Linked DNA regions of Hordeum vulgare: region 2 is linked to region 1. The links are chromatin contacts, called in public Hi-C maps. All regions are on one chromosome and are shown on one strand. Each heading gives the region's core, a stretch centred on a gene start, on an enhancer-like site or on the middle of the called end of the contact. The rest is flanking DNA. Distances are from core to core; before and after follow the strand shown. Region 1 holds the start of LOC123414845. Region 2 holds the start of LOC123445340 (probable histone H2A.4).

Evidence for each region. Hi-C and Micro-C count contacts between places; a contact is called where the count stands out from the background.
Region 2: a Hi-C map of leaf shows a contact between it and region 1, with 2.6 times the contacts expected there. The contact joins the promoter of LOC123445340 here to the promoter of LOC123414845 in region 1. A contact is called at or near these places in 2 of 6 Hi-C or Micro-C datasets (leaf and seedling) and 1 of 1 datasets of contacts at active chromatin or transcription factors (embryo).

What each region holds. Positions count from the first base shown.
Region 1 is chr1H:460,979,353-460,985,334 of MorexV3_pseudomolecules_assembly, forward strand. It overlaps LOC123414845, which reads left to right and starts at 3,846. Exons shown (of 3, transcript XM_045106684.1): 1 at 3,846-3,975; 2 at 4,121-4,226; 3 at 4,587-5,019. The coding sequence starts at 3,934. The coding sequence ends at 4,741.
Region 2 is chr1H:461,257,226-461,263,954 of MorexV3_pseudomolecules_assembly, forward strand. It overlaps LOC123445340 (probable histone H2A.4), which reads left to right and starts at 5,442. Exons shown (of 2, transcript XM_045122316.1): 1 at 5,442-5,843; 2 at 5,917-6,511. The coding sequence starts at 5,625. The coding sequence ends at 6,177.

The DNA of each region.
Region 1 (5,982 bases), core at 2,596-5,095:
TGTCCACATAAGTATGGGGTTGATCAACAGATAACACATAATCACACCGTGAAAGGCCCACCAAAACACCATATTTTAAATAAAAAGAGACACACTCCATCATCTCCTCGACTCATATTATATTTTCATAAACATCAACATTCACAATACTAAAAAAATAAAAGAACTCATTGCATGATGAATCTAATACTACCGATTTGATATTATGGATATTAATGCATACCTTTACAAGTTTTGTCAAACTTAAAGAGTTTTGAATTAAAAAAACTAATACACCTTATATTTTGAAACATAGGGAGTAGAAAAATTATGAAAACCCAACAACACCAACAACGTAGTAAAGAACGCTCAGTCCTTCTAGTTAATACAATATGCTCCCTCATTTTAAGGTGCCACAATCAATTGAGGTCTTCAATTTAGAATTGGTTCGTCCGATTTTTACTGGGTCAACAATTTCTCAAGAAGCTCTCTCATTCAATTCTACTAATTGATCACTCTCCCTCATTTTGTAGCTCTCCAGTTTCAAAAATAAATATATAAAATTGGGGCTCTCTCAATCAATTGAGGTCTCAATTTTGAATTTGGTTCATGGTTTGACCGGTTCAATGATTTTTAAAATCAATTGACAGCAACCAATCTATAAAAATATATCAATCTCACGCACCCTGCCATCATCTAGAAAAAGGCGCGCCAACACGTGATACTATAGCACTAATATAGTACATACAACTACTAACGCAAAAAAAAAAAAACCTCGCATAAGTATGGTTTGGTTAGCACACAACGCAAAGTTACAGTGCAGAAGGCCCACCAAAATACCACATTTAAAAAACACTCCATTACTTTCCTCACTTGCCAAACCAAATACTCTCCCAAATTCAAAATATAAGATGAAAAAAATAAATTTCTTCAACTTTGACCAAGTTTTGAGCCTAAAAATATTGACATCCACAATACTAATAAATAAAATATGAAAATTTATTTGATAATGAATCTAATGATACGGATTTGACATTTTTGGACATTAATACATTTCTCTACAAATTTGAGCAAACATAAAGAGGTTTGAATTTTCAAAAATAATAATGCACCTATAGTTTAAAACAGAGAGAACAGAATCCCCTAAAAAAAAGACAGGTGGAATAGAAAATTATAAAAATCCAACACCACCAATGACATAGCAAAGCGTGTCTAACCCTTGTACTAGTATTTATCTATATGAATCGAATGAGTGGAACGGGCCAATTATGGGCGCGCCCATTTTGCAGCAGCCAGCGATGAGTACGCGCGGTACGACTGTAGTACGTGCTGCATTGTTTCCGTGTGTCACAGGCCAATTATTATTCGGCCTCCCCGCATGCAATTCAGGAGGCCAATCAGCTCGTGCCATGTCACGCGCCAGCGATCGGGAGCTCCTTGGATGAAACTGTGGATTACCCTATCCTGGCCGTCCGAGCGCGTGAGGAATATTCTTGTCACTCTGCCTGTCCCTATTAAGCTTTTCTTTTTCAGTAACAAATATTCCTGGCTGTCAGATTATGTGACTAAACACATGAGGCTTCGTTCTCTGCATCGATCGCCACATGCATGCGCGCCTGTGATGCATCAAGCATCCATCCAACGTTGTTACGTTATCCACGGGCGGAGTGTTTACGGTCAGCCTCAGTGCATTCAAAGCCTCTTGTATCCGGTGCAATTAACGCCTACACGACGAGGACGGGCATGCATCGCTCCCCACTCTAGCTATATATATATATGCCACATGGATCGTTGTATATACGTACACTTGTGGTGTAGATCGTAGAAGAGTCGTCGATCCATCTTGGGACTTGACTAGCTACGCTAACGCTAGCTAGGAGTGAACATTTAGGTTGCGTTTTTCTCTTCTTGTATTGCATTCTTCGTTTCTTTGTTTTTTTAGTACGTTCTTGGTTTCTATTTTGCCCCTTTTTTCTTGTCAATTCGGCCCCACTTTGCATTTTATCACAGAGAGAGAGAGAGAGAGAAACGTACCTGGGGTCTTCCATAGATCCCGGATCTGTTCCTGGGCAGCGGTTGGCTACATTTTGGTTAGGTGGGCCACCACGCGATCTTATGGGACGTGATCTTTGCTCACTGCGCAGCGGGCCATGTTATCTACATGCAGGAGATAGTTTGGTCCTTGGAGAGATGGCTAGGTCGTTTCTTCTGTGGCTTAGGAATCTGTAGTATTTTTTGTGGTACGTAGCCGCGCCATATCTAATCATGCAGCGGTCTTTATACTAGACTAGACTACATTATACTTGCTCCATTTTTAGATATATGCCTTTTTAGAAATTTTATTAGAAAACTACATGCGGAGCAAAATAAATGAATATATACTTTAAATTAAAGTGTGTCTATATACATTTGCGTATAGTTTTTTAATGAAAAATTTAAAAAAACTTATATTTAGGAAAGGGGGGGGGAGTAGATGCAAATTTGTCACCCTCACGTGCCTCTAATCTTCTTTGATTAGCTCAACTGAATGAACCAAATTATCAGAAACGATGTGTGAGAAGGGTTAGGTGATGTCCTAAACGGTACCATTTGCACCTGAAGAGTACATGCAGACTAGAAGAGGCATGTGATAAGGTACAGTACGGACTATCATGTGACTTGTCTGCTTACAAGAAATTTTCGTCTCTCCCGAATGTACATGAAACAAGTTAATATATATCGTAGTATACTCATAAGAAGAAGCAAAATCCTTCAAAAAAAGCTAGAAATAAGACGAAGCAACACAGATCCATCTTCACCGAAGCTTGAGTGACCTAGATCAGCCCATCCCATTCCAGACCTTCTTTCTCTCTCTCCATGTGGCGGTTGTGGTGCATGGTTGTTGCGTGGCAGTGTGAATTTTCATGTGCACTTATCTTAGGATACATGTGTCCTTCGCTAAGCGGTGTGAGTCGTTGCCGAATCTAGCCTACTCAGTATGGATGCAGGGCCATATCGATGCAGTGGGGACTTCCTTCATTGGTGTTGCAAGACACTGTTTTCGCAACCCTCATGTTTTGCTAGTGGCGAGCCTAGGGTGCTTCTCTTGGCCAAGTTGGTCTAGAGTTGATGCACATGAGTTCGCATGCGGCAGAGTATGTGGCTTGGTTCTTGTTTCTGCCGCGTGCTTGCGTATTGACGGTGTGTTTCTGTCTAAGAAAGACGGAGTTCCACTATTTAAGAAAAATGTGGAGCTCCTTCCTTCTGCCAGTTGATAAAAAGGAAAGTTTGCGCGGTAGAGTATGTACACGAAAAGCACCGGCCGGAGGAAACAGATGAGTGTTTAAGAATTTTTCAGATGATATAAAAACACATGTCCGAATTCAAATCAAGTCAAAGTAACACGCGGCGTGTGTCGACACACGCTGAAGTGAATTAGCTAGCGCGGTACATCGTCCACCGTTGTGTTCTCTCCACTGATCCGCTCCATGAGCTGAACTTGTCAAAGTCAACCCAGCCCCTTCCCTTCAGAAACACGTCTATCAAACCTCAAATTTTCACACGGTTTTGAGGAAACAAAAAGAAGAAATGACACACACGCACGCCGTTAATCTCTATCCATGTAAAAAAGACCACGAGCCAGCACTACAAGAGCCGCAAGCTAGACGCCAAGGGAGAAACGGTGAAGCAACAAGCAAGTAGTTTGAGCGGGGATCGGCGCCATTCGCCCGCACTCTGCAGCCACAGAAGAGCAATGCGAGAGCGAGGCGCGGGCCCGGAAAAATCTGCCCGTCCACCTCTCCTCCAATGGGAGGGCGGAACCCACGTGCCAACCCTTCCACGTCCCCCTCCCTCGCCTCCCCTATTTCTACCTCATCGCCAGCCTTCGTTGCGCCCACAGCTACCAGTACCACCACTCTATCCCGGCCCGTTCTACTTAGCTAGCGTCAGCCTTCTTCCTCGAGCTCATCCACCATGGGCGACTCCTCATCATCCTCGGCTTCCTACATCAGAATGGTATGCATCATAGCTAGTCGTGTTGGGATTTCTTCTATAAGCGCGGGTAGATCGGAGGTGTGCGCGCGTGTGTCTACTATATCAAGCGACACAGATGACGGAATCTTTGTGTGTCCCCATTGATTGATTGATTGATTGATTCCAGGTGCACCATCTGATAGAGAAGTGCATTTGCTTCAACCTGAACAAGGAGGGGTGCATGGAGGCCCTGGAGAAGCATGCCAAGATCAACCCGGTCGTCACTTCTACTGGTATATATATCTTCCTTACTGCATGCAACTACTGCGAAAGCATATAGTATGGGGTGTATTTTTAGACAAAGGAGGTGGTGCCCCAATCAAACCGCTTGGGCAAAGCATATACGCCCCGCCTAATTAGAGATCTCCATGCTATGATGGTGTCGTATTTAGAGACATACAAGGAAATATGTGCGTGCTAGCATGTAGCTTCAGCTCAAATTGACTTAATCCTTTGTACGTAGTGTAAGTTTCTAACTGCACAATTCTTTGCCATAGGTTAGATTATTATACTAGCTTGCTAGAGTAGCTACTTCTTGTGTCATTTCATGTGAATATATGTAAGACACTAAGAGGTGGGAGCATTACTGGCAGTGTGGAAAGAGCTGGAGAAGGAAAACAAGGAGTTCTTCGAGTCCTACAACAAGGACCGGGTGGAGAGGAACATCGAGGCGGAGACGATGGAGCGGATCCAGAAGATGCTCACCGACGCGGCTGCCTCCAAAAGCTCAGACGATGACGAGGGCTAGAAGGCTGCTGCTACTACTTATCTCCAAGCTCATGCGCATGCATCACCTCTAGCTAATTAATTGTATGAACATCATGTCGTCCGTTAATTGGATCCGGTATTATGTCTAGGGGGGTCGAATTTATTAATTGAACCTAGCTCATAACAGACCACTAGCTTGAAACCATGCATGCATGCAGTACGATCGACTACAAGGACTGGCAAGCAAGCATTTTAGTGTTTGTGTGGACGTGTACATATACAAATCACTGCATGGAATATTCAAGAGGACCCTACGTACGGCTCCGGGTCTTCAAGGTGCTCGCTCCAGCTCTAATCTTATCACTGCTGATCCTTTCGCGACCACGTGGCAGTGAGTAAGAGTGTATGCGCCAGCTGTGGCGTCTACACGCGATCATCATAAAAAAATGTAAAAATATATTCTCCACATAAAAGAGAGTAAGAAATGAAAAGGATAGCATGTATAGATAATGCATTGTCTCTTAATTGTCTTTAAACGAACAGGCAACCCTAAGAAGCGTGAGCATGCACAGACATTTGCGCTGAATCTTTTTTTTCTTTTCTTGAATCTTTGTAGACAGTTAACATATGCTTCTCCGTCTGACATTAGCAAATGTGACATGACTATGAGTTAGAAGGTGCGCGTCACACTTTTTATGCCCTCACCGGAGTTATCCTTACTTTCATGCATTATATTAGTCCAAAATAACCAACCTTATTGTTGAAACTAGCTATTAATTCATGAACTAATCAATCAAGCCAAAAACAAAAATCCCATGCTACCAAAATATTACAGTAAGAACTACGATGAAATTTTAGATTTTGTATGCCTCGGGTCTCATATGATTCTGTGTACCTCAACTATTCAAAAATCTAAGTTTGCTTCGTCAACTCCACTATCAAACATTATTGGTCCCTCAGGTGACAAAGATATCAAAGATTCCATCCCTTGCTCCAGTGAATACTGTTCGAGGGCAATGCTTTCACTTGTTTGGCATTTTTTGAAAAATTATTACAAAATACGTGGGTAAGTTGAGAAAAGTTTATATGATGAATTAACATATTGTCTTGCAAAGTTAATAAATATTTGTGACTTTACTAATGCATAACACCAAGAATGTTTAATAAGGATTTTAGTAAAGTAAAAAACTATTCTATATTTCTTATTTCCATTTTAGTACTCTTTTTTGCAAATAACCCTGATTTTCATAAATTTCATGCTATTTGTATAAACATTCTAGT
Region 2 (6,729 bases), core at 4,192-6,691, 280 kb after region 1:
AAAAAATGAAAAAAAATGAGAGAAAGAGGGAAGGGACAATGCTACTATATTTTTCCACACTTGTGCTTCAAAGTAACACCATGTTCTTCATAGAGAGTCTCCTATGTTGTCACTTTCATATAACTAGTGGTATACATCTTTTGCAGAACCACTTAGTTTTCTTTTTGAGATTTCATACACTTGTATCTCTAGTGCATTTGTTGCATGGCAATCCCTACTCACTCACATTAATATCTATTGATGGGCATCTCCCTAGCCCTTTGACATGCCTAGTTGATGTGAGACTATCTTCTTCCTTTTTCTTTTAAAACCTACACCACATTCTATTCCACCTATAGTGCTATATCCATGGCTCACGCTCATGTATTGCGTGAGAGTTGAAAAGGTTTAAGAACATAAAAAGTGTGAAACAATTACTTGATTTTCACCGGGGTTGTGCATGATTTAGATACTTTGTGTGGTGAAGATGGAGCATAGCCAGACCATATGATTTTGTAGAGATAACTTTCTAAAACCATGCTATTTAGAAAGAAGCAATTACCTTATTAGTATGCTTGAAGTATTATTGTTTTTAAGTCAATATAGACTTTTTTTTTGAGTCTTATGGATTTGAATATTCATGCCACATTAGAGAATATTACATGGATAAATATGTTAGGTAGCATGCCACATCAAAAATTATGTTTTTATCATTTACCTACTCGAGGACGAGCAGGAATTAAGCTTGGGGATGCTTGATATGTCTCCAACGTATCTATAATTTTTTATTGTTCCATGCTATTATATTATATGTTTTGGATGTTTTATATGCATTTATATGCTGTTTTATACTCCCGCCATCCCAAAATTCTTGTCTTTGGTTTGTCTAAATATGAATGTATCTAATCATGTATTAGTATTTAGATACATCCATTTCTAGATAAAACTAAGACAAGATTTTTGGGACGGAGGTAGTATTATTTTTGGGACTAACCTATTAATTTAGAGCCTAGTGTCAGTTCTCGTTTTTTTTCATGTTTTTGAATATTGTAGATAAGGAATATTAAACAGAGTCCAAACGGAATAAAATCCCGGAAAGATTTTTCTTGGACCAGAAGACATGCAACACACTTGGAGTAGGGGGCAAAGCAGTTGCCGGGAGGCCACAAGCCTGCAGGGCGCGCCCTGGGGGGTGGCCGCGCCCCCCTGGCTTGTGCCCCCTGCAGGTCTCCTAACCCTAATTCTTGGCCTATAAATTCACAAATATTCCCGTATCGCCAAAAAGAGCAACGCGAATACTTTTACGCCACCGGGAGCCTCTATTCCCGAGAGATCCAATGTGGGAGCCTTTTCCCGTAATCTGCCGCAGAGGGAATTGATCACAAAGGACATCTACATCAACTCCATTGCCCATCCGATGATGTGTGAGTAGTTTACCACAGACCTGCAGATCCATAGCTAGTAGCTATATGGCTTCTTCTCTCTCTTTGATCTCCAATACCATGTTCTTCATGATCTTCATGGAGATATATCCAATGTAATACTCTTTTGCAGTGTGTTTGTCGAGATCCGATGAATTATGAGTTTATGTTCAGATTATCCATGAATATTATTTGAGTCTCTTCTAAATTCTTATATGCATGATTTCATATCTTTGCAAGTCTCTTCGAATTATTTGTTTGGTTTGGCCAACTAGATTGGTAATTCTTGCAATGGGAGAAGTGCTTAGTTTTGGGTTCAATCTTGCGGTGTCCTCACCCAGTGAGAGTAGGGGTAGTGAGGAACGTATTTTATTGTTGCCATCAAGGGTAAAAAGATGGGGTTTTCATCATATTGCCTGAGTTTATCCCTCTACATCATGGCATCTCAGTTAATGTGTTACTCTGTTCTTCATGAACTTAACACTCTAGATACACGCAGGAGTTGGTCGATGTGTGGAGTAGTAGTAGTAGATGCATAATCGTTTTGGTCTACTTGATACAGACGTGATGCCTATATGCATAATCATTGCCTTGGATATCTTCATAATTATTTGCTTTTCTATCAATTGCTCGACAATAATTTGTTCACCCACTGCATTATTTCCTTTATGAGAGAAGCCTCTAGTGAAACCTATGGCCCCGGGGTCTATTTTCCTTATTATATTTTCAGATCTATAAATCAAAAATATCAAAAATACTTTGCTGCAATTTATTTACTTTAGTCTTACTTTCAGATCTATGAATATTTTATATCTCTCTATCAAGGGATTGGCAACCCCTTTATAGCGTTGGGTGCAAGTGTTTGTTTATTTATGTAGGTACTACTATTGGAGCCTCGCTTGTTCCTCCTCCTAGATTGATACCTTGGTTCTCAACGAACCGAGGGAAATACTTATGTACTTTGCTACATCACCCTGTCCTCTCCAAGGGAAAACCAACGCAAGCTCAAGAGGTAGCAATGCTCAATCACTACCTAAGTTTCCGTCTTGACTTTGTTAATGGATTTTACTAGTATCTCTTAGAAAGGGGTGCTTGAACAATCTTGTTGGAATTTCAAGCGAAGCAACCAACGAACAACGTCACAACAGCTAGCTATATATAGCCGCAACCTTCCTAGAATGAAAATTACCATTTAGGACAAATTATCGAACCAATGGCCTTCTATACATTTTTAATGGTCGGATTTTGAGCACACGATAACTATACTTGAGGAGTAAGTAAAGTTGACTCCTCGTTCCGAAACATATCTCTCACATCCCAGAAGATCAATGTCTCTGGCTGAATGTTTTAGCACACAAAGAGATTTCTCTCAAACTCCCATAGGTTTCGACTAAGAATCACAATAGATATAAGTCTCAAAATACTTATACCCTCTCAATATTAATATGGTCATATGACTCAAATAAGACAAAGAAGAACAACGAAACAAATGCAATGTCTTCGCTTCACCTTCAATCTTCTTGACTGTAGCCATTTCTTCTTGGACACACTAAATACCAATTGCTTTAGTTTCACAATATTTTTTAAGGCCAACTTTGTCATGCAATCTTCTCTATATTGTTTCTTCTTGAAGCATATCTCTCTTCTCTTCAACGCACATACTTCTCGGTGAAGTCAATCCAAACTTCTCGCCAACTGTAGCATTGTTCCCGATACATTGGAGACTATTTATCTTTGTGCGCACTAGCAGACAAATAAGTCTTTTACTACTTTTCACAACAACTTCCAAAACCCAAGGGGGCAAGACATTGCACCAACACGTACACATGACTACGTAAATCACATGTGGTGATGGTCGGGAGGCACCACGAATTGCTATCAAACACACGGTCATACTCATGTTAAAGCCAAGTTCTCAAATCTATACTATTCCAAGGGTTAGCGAGGTTTAGATTTCATCGTCGTAGTAATAAAACTTGGCTTGTTTATTTTTGGTATCTGAAATTTTAAAGGCTATAATAAAACCTCGTGACACAAAGAAAGTTACACAGAGTGGTTATCATGTATTGCCAACATGGAATGCATAAGAGCTCAGCATTTCATGAAGTTTACTATTTCTTGAAAACTCTAATATGCTTTCTATTTTAGCATTCATGGCGTCTACTAATTTTAGGTAATAGGTCTAATATTTATTGGCAACCCTGGTATGATTTTGGTTATATAAAATTGAATAATGCAAAGCTATACTGCGTGATTGTATTTACTAGTCAAGGTGCACGCCATGTTAGGATAATAATAATAGAATCATGTATCATTCCTAGTTGTAGTTACTGCAGAGTGAGACATGTAATGAAAACCATAAAAGCACAATTACTATGATGCATTCAATTTAATTTATCTTCTAAATCGGCTAAAATATCTTAAACGTTTGTACCTCATCTATCTATCATAGTTGCTTCATCTCCCTTCTTATAATGTTCTTAATAAAAAATTGGGAAATCAACAATCATTACCAAGGATGGCCTTTTTCTATAAGTTATTTTTGCTAGGCTTGTCGTATCATTATATTCACTTGTACAACCGGTGCTAAATGCAACCGATACACTGTTGCCATATTATGCATTGCAAGTGCACCATAACCATATCTTCATAGGGAGAGGTGACATTTTAGAAAAAAATTACCAAAATATTCGGCATGGAAAAGCATCACTTGAATAGATGGATGTCAATTTGTAACAAATATTGAAATAAAGAGCTAGGCCCATGATTTTTGTTTGGTGTTATAAACCATTTTCTAATCTTTTTAAGCATATCCCTCAAGTTTTGCGTGTTAGGATAAAGAAATTGCCCCTTTCACCTAACAGAACAAACCTTCGAAGCCTTGATTATAGTGTTTTGATATCCTCGACAAAACAATAGTATGAGACCCTTGTTGACACTTCAATAATATGACCATACGACAGTGACATGATCATAGAATTACGACACTGTTAAGATAAAAAATAATATTACATGCCATCATGATTCCAAAAACCTCGTCCAGAATGGTAAGTATATAGACCACAAACCATACCTTTTTTAGAAAGCCCAACCTTGAAATTCTAAGCTCTAGCAGACTTGACATACAATATAGTGGCATTCTCTTGTTTTAAAACATTAATTTAATTATTCTCCTCATAGTATATATATAAACATTAGTATGTCGATATTTGTAAATTAAAATCCTACAATTCATCTATTTTGAGCTTTTTATGAGTCTCGCTAAAGAAACTAAAAAAGGAAACGCCTGTGGCCGGGCGCGCGACCCGCGCATGCAGTTGATTAGGCATCCAACTTTTTTCTCGTCTAAATTTGCTGCAACCAATGTTTATATTTGCTAAAAGCGTTTTCTATTTGCTACATTTAACCAGTAAAAAGCTGCATATACGTTTGGTTGCAGCTTCAGTTCATCGGATTTTTTGTTACAACCGGTGTTTTTTACTTTTGCTACAACCGTGTTAATTTTTGCTACAACCGATATCATTTTTACTGCAATCGTTTATTAAAAAATTGCATACACGTTTATCAGAGTTGCAACCCGAATTCACCGGATTGTTTTTACTACAACCCACATTTTGTTTTGATACCATGCATCATCGGCGTATTTTTTTACTATGATCACGTTTATATTTTTTGCTACAACCATATTTTTATTGCAATCGTGACCGATGTTTGCTGCATCGTGATCAAAATTTGCTACATCGAGGTATTTTGCTGCAAGAACAGTTTTGATGGTGCGGTCTGCGTGCAACCGACCGAAAGTTTCGAAGCGCCGACGCATAGCGCTGCCCAACTAAAAAGCCCGAGGCCGAATAGCCCCGCCATATCTATGTGTAACCAAAATCACAATCCACAAGCACTCACAACATTTGCTCAAAGAAAAAAAAAACATTTGCAAGCTCTCATCGTCCTATTGGTTGCTCTCCCTCTCACACGGATCGCCGAGGCCCACCAACGGCTGGCGTCCGTCGACCCCAAGACGCCAGCGCTCCAGATGGAAGCACCGCCCCCCAACCTCCATACTCGCCCGGAGAACAAACACAGAACAGAAACACACAGAAAGCACAAACGCACACTCCACCGCACAAAACAAGCCTAAAAAAAACCCCGAGGAAATCGACAGGGAGAAAAGGGGGCGAAAAAAAGGAGAGCAAAGAGGAAAAGCTTCGGAGCTCTGGATCGGCGATGGAGTCGGTAGCGAAGGCGCCGAAGAAGGCCGGCGCGGCCGGGCGCCGGGGCGGCGGCGGGCCGAAGAAGAAGGCCGTCTCACGCTCCGTCAAGGCCGGCCTCCAGTTCCCCGTGGGCCGCATCGGGCGCTACCTCAAGCAGGGCCGCTACGCCAAGCGCGTCGGCAGCGGCGCCCCCGTCTACCTCGCCGCCGTCCTCGAGTACCTCGCCGCCGAGGTGGGCCGCGCGCGCCAGCCGCGAGACTGGCTCCGATTCGCCTCTGTTTTACTTTCTATTTTTTGTCTGGCAGCTCCTGGAGCTGGCGGGGAACGCGGCGCGGGACAACAAGAAGAACCGGATCATCCCGCGGCACGTGCTGCTCGCGATCCGCAACGACCAGGAGCTCGGGAAGCTGCTGGCCGGCGTCACCATCGCCTACGGAGGTGTCCTGCCCAACATCAACCCCGTGCTGCTTCCCAAGAAGCCCGCCGCGGCGGCTGCCAAGGAGCCCAAGGCGGGCACCACCAAGTCTCCCAGGAAGTCCCCCGCCAAGAAGGCGGCCGCCGCTTAGGCCCGGCACTCGCTATGCCGGTGCCCCATCTCACCCTCTCCTCCCTCTTCTCTGTTTCTCTGTCTGTCTGGGTTGAACCGTAACGCACCAAGTTGTCGTCGTCGTCGTTGCTGCATGCCGTCGTTGCCATGGATCGATTGCTGCTTGTTTGTACTTATTTTGCGTGGCTTCCGCATAGGTGCCAATCAGCTTATACTCTGTAACCTGATTAACACCGCTGTATGTTCGTATAAGTTCGTAGGTCAAGGGAGAGAGGGAGGGGAAGGGAAACTGTGAATGCCTCTTTGTAATAAAATTGTGAAGATGTGAAAAATATCAAGGACTGATTGTCGTCTCTCTTTTGCTGCACGCTAAGACCGATTTCTTGAGTTTATCTGGTTGCTTTGGGCATGTTTTGCTTGTTTGCACCCTTAGAGCACCTCCAACGTGCCGATCTGGTTTGCGGTGCGCCAATCATCACGTTTGGCGTGGCGTTTGCAGCGTGACCATGCGTTGGCTTCCGCAGTCGCGTTAAAATGCACAGCGCGCGAGCAGCATGCGCTCACATTTGTT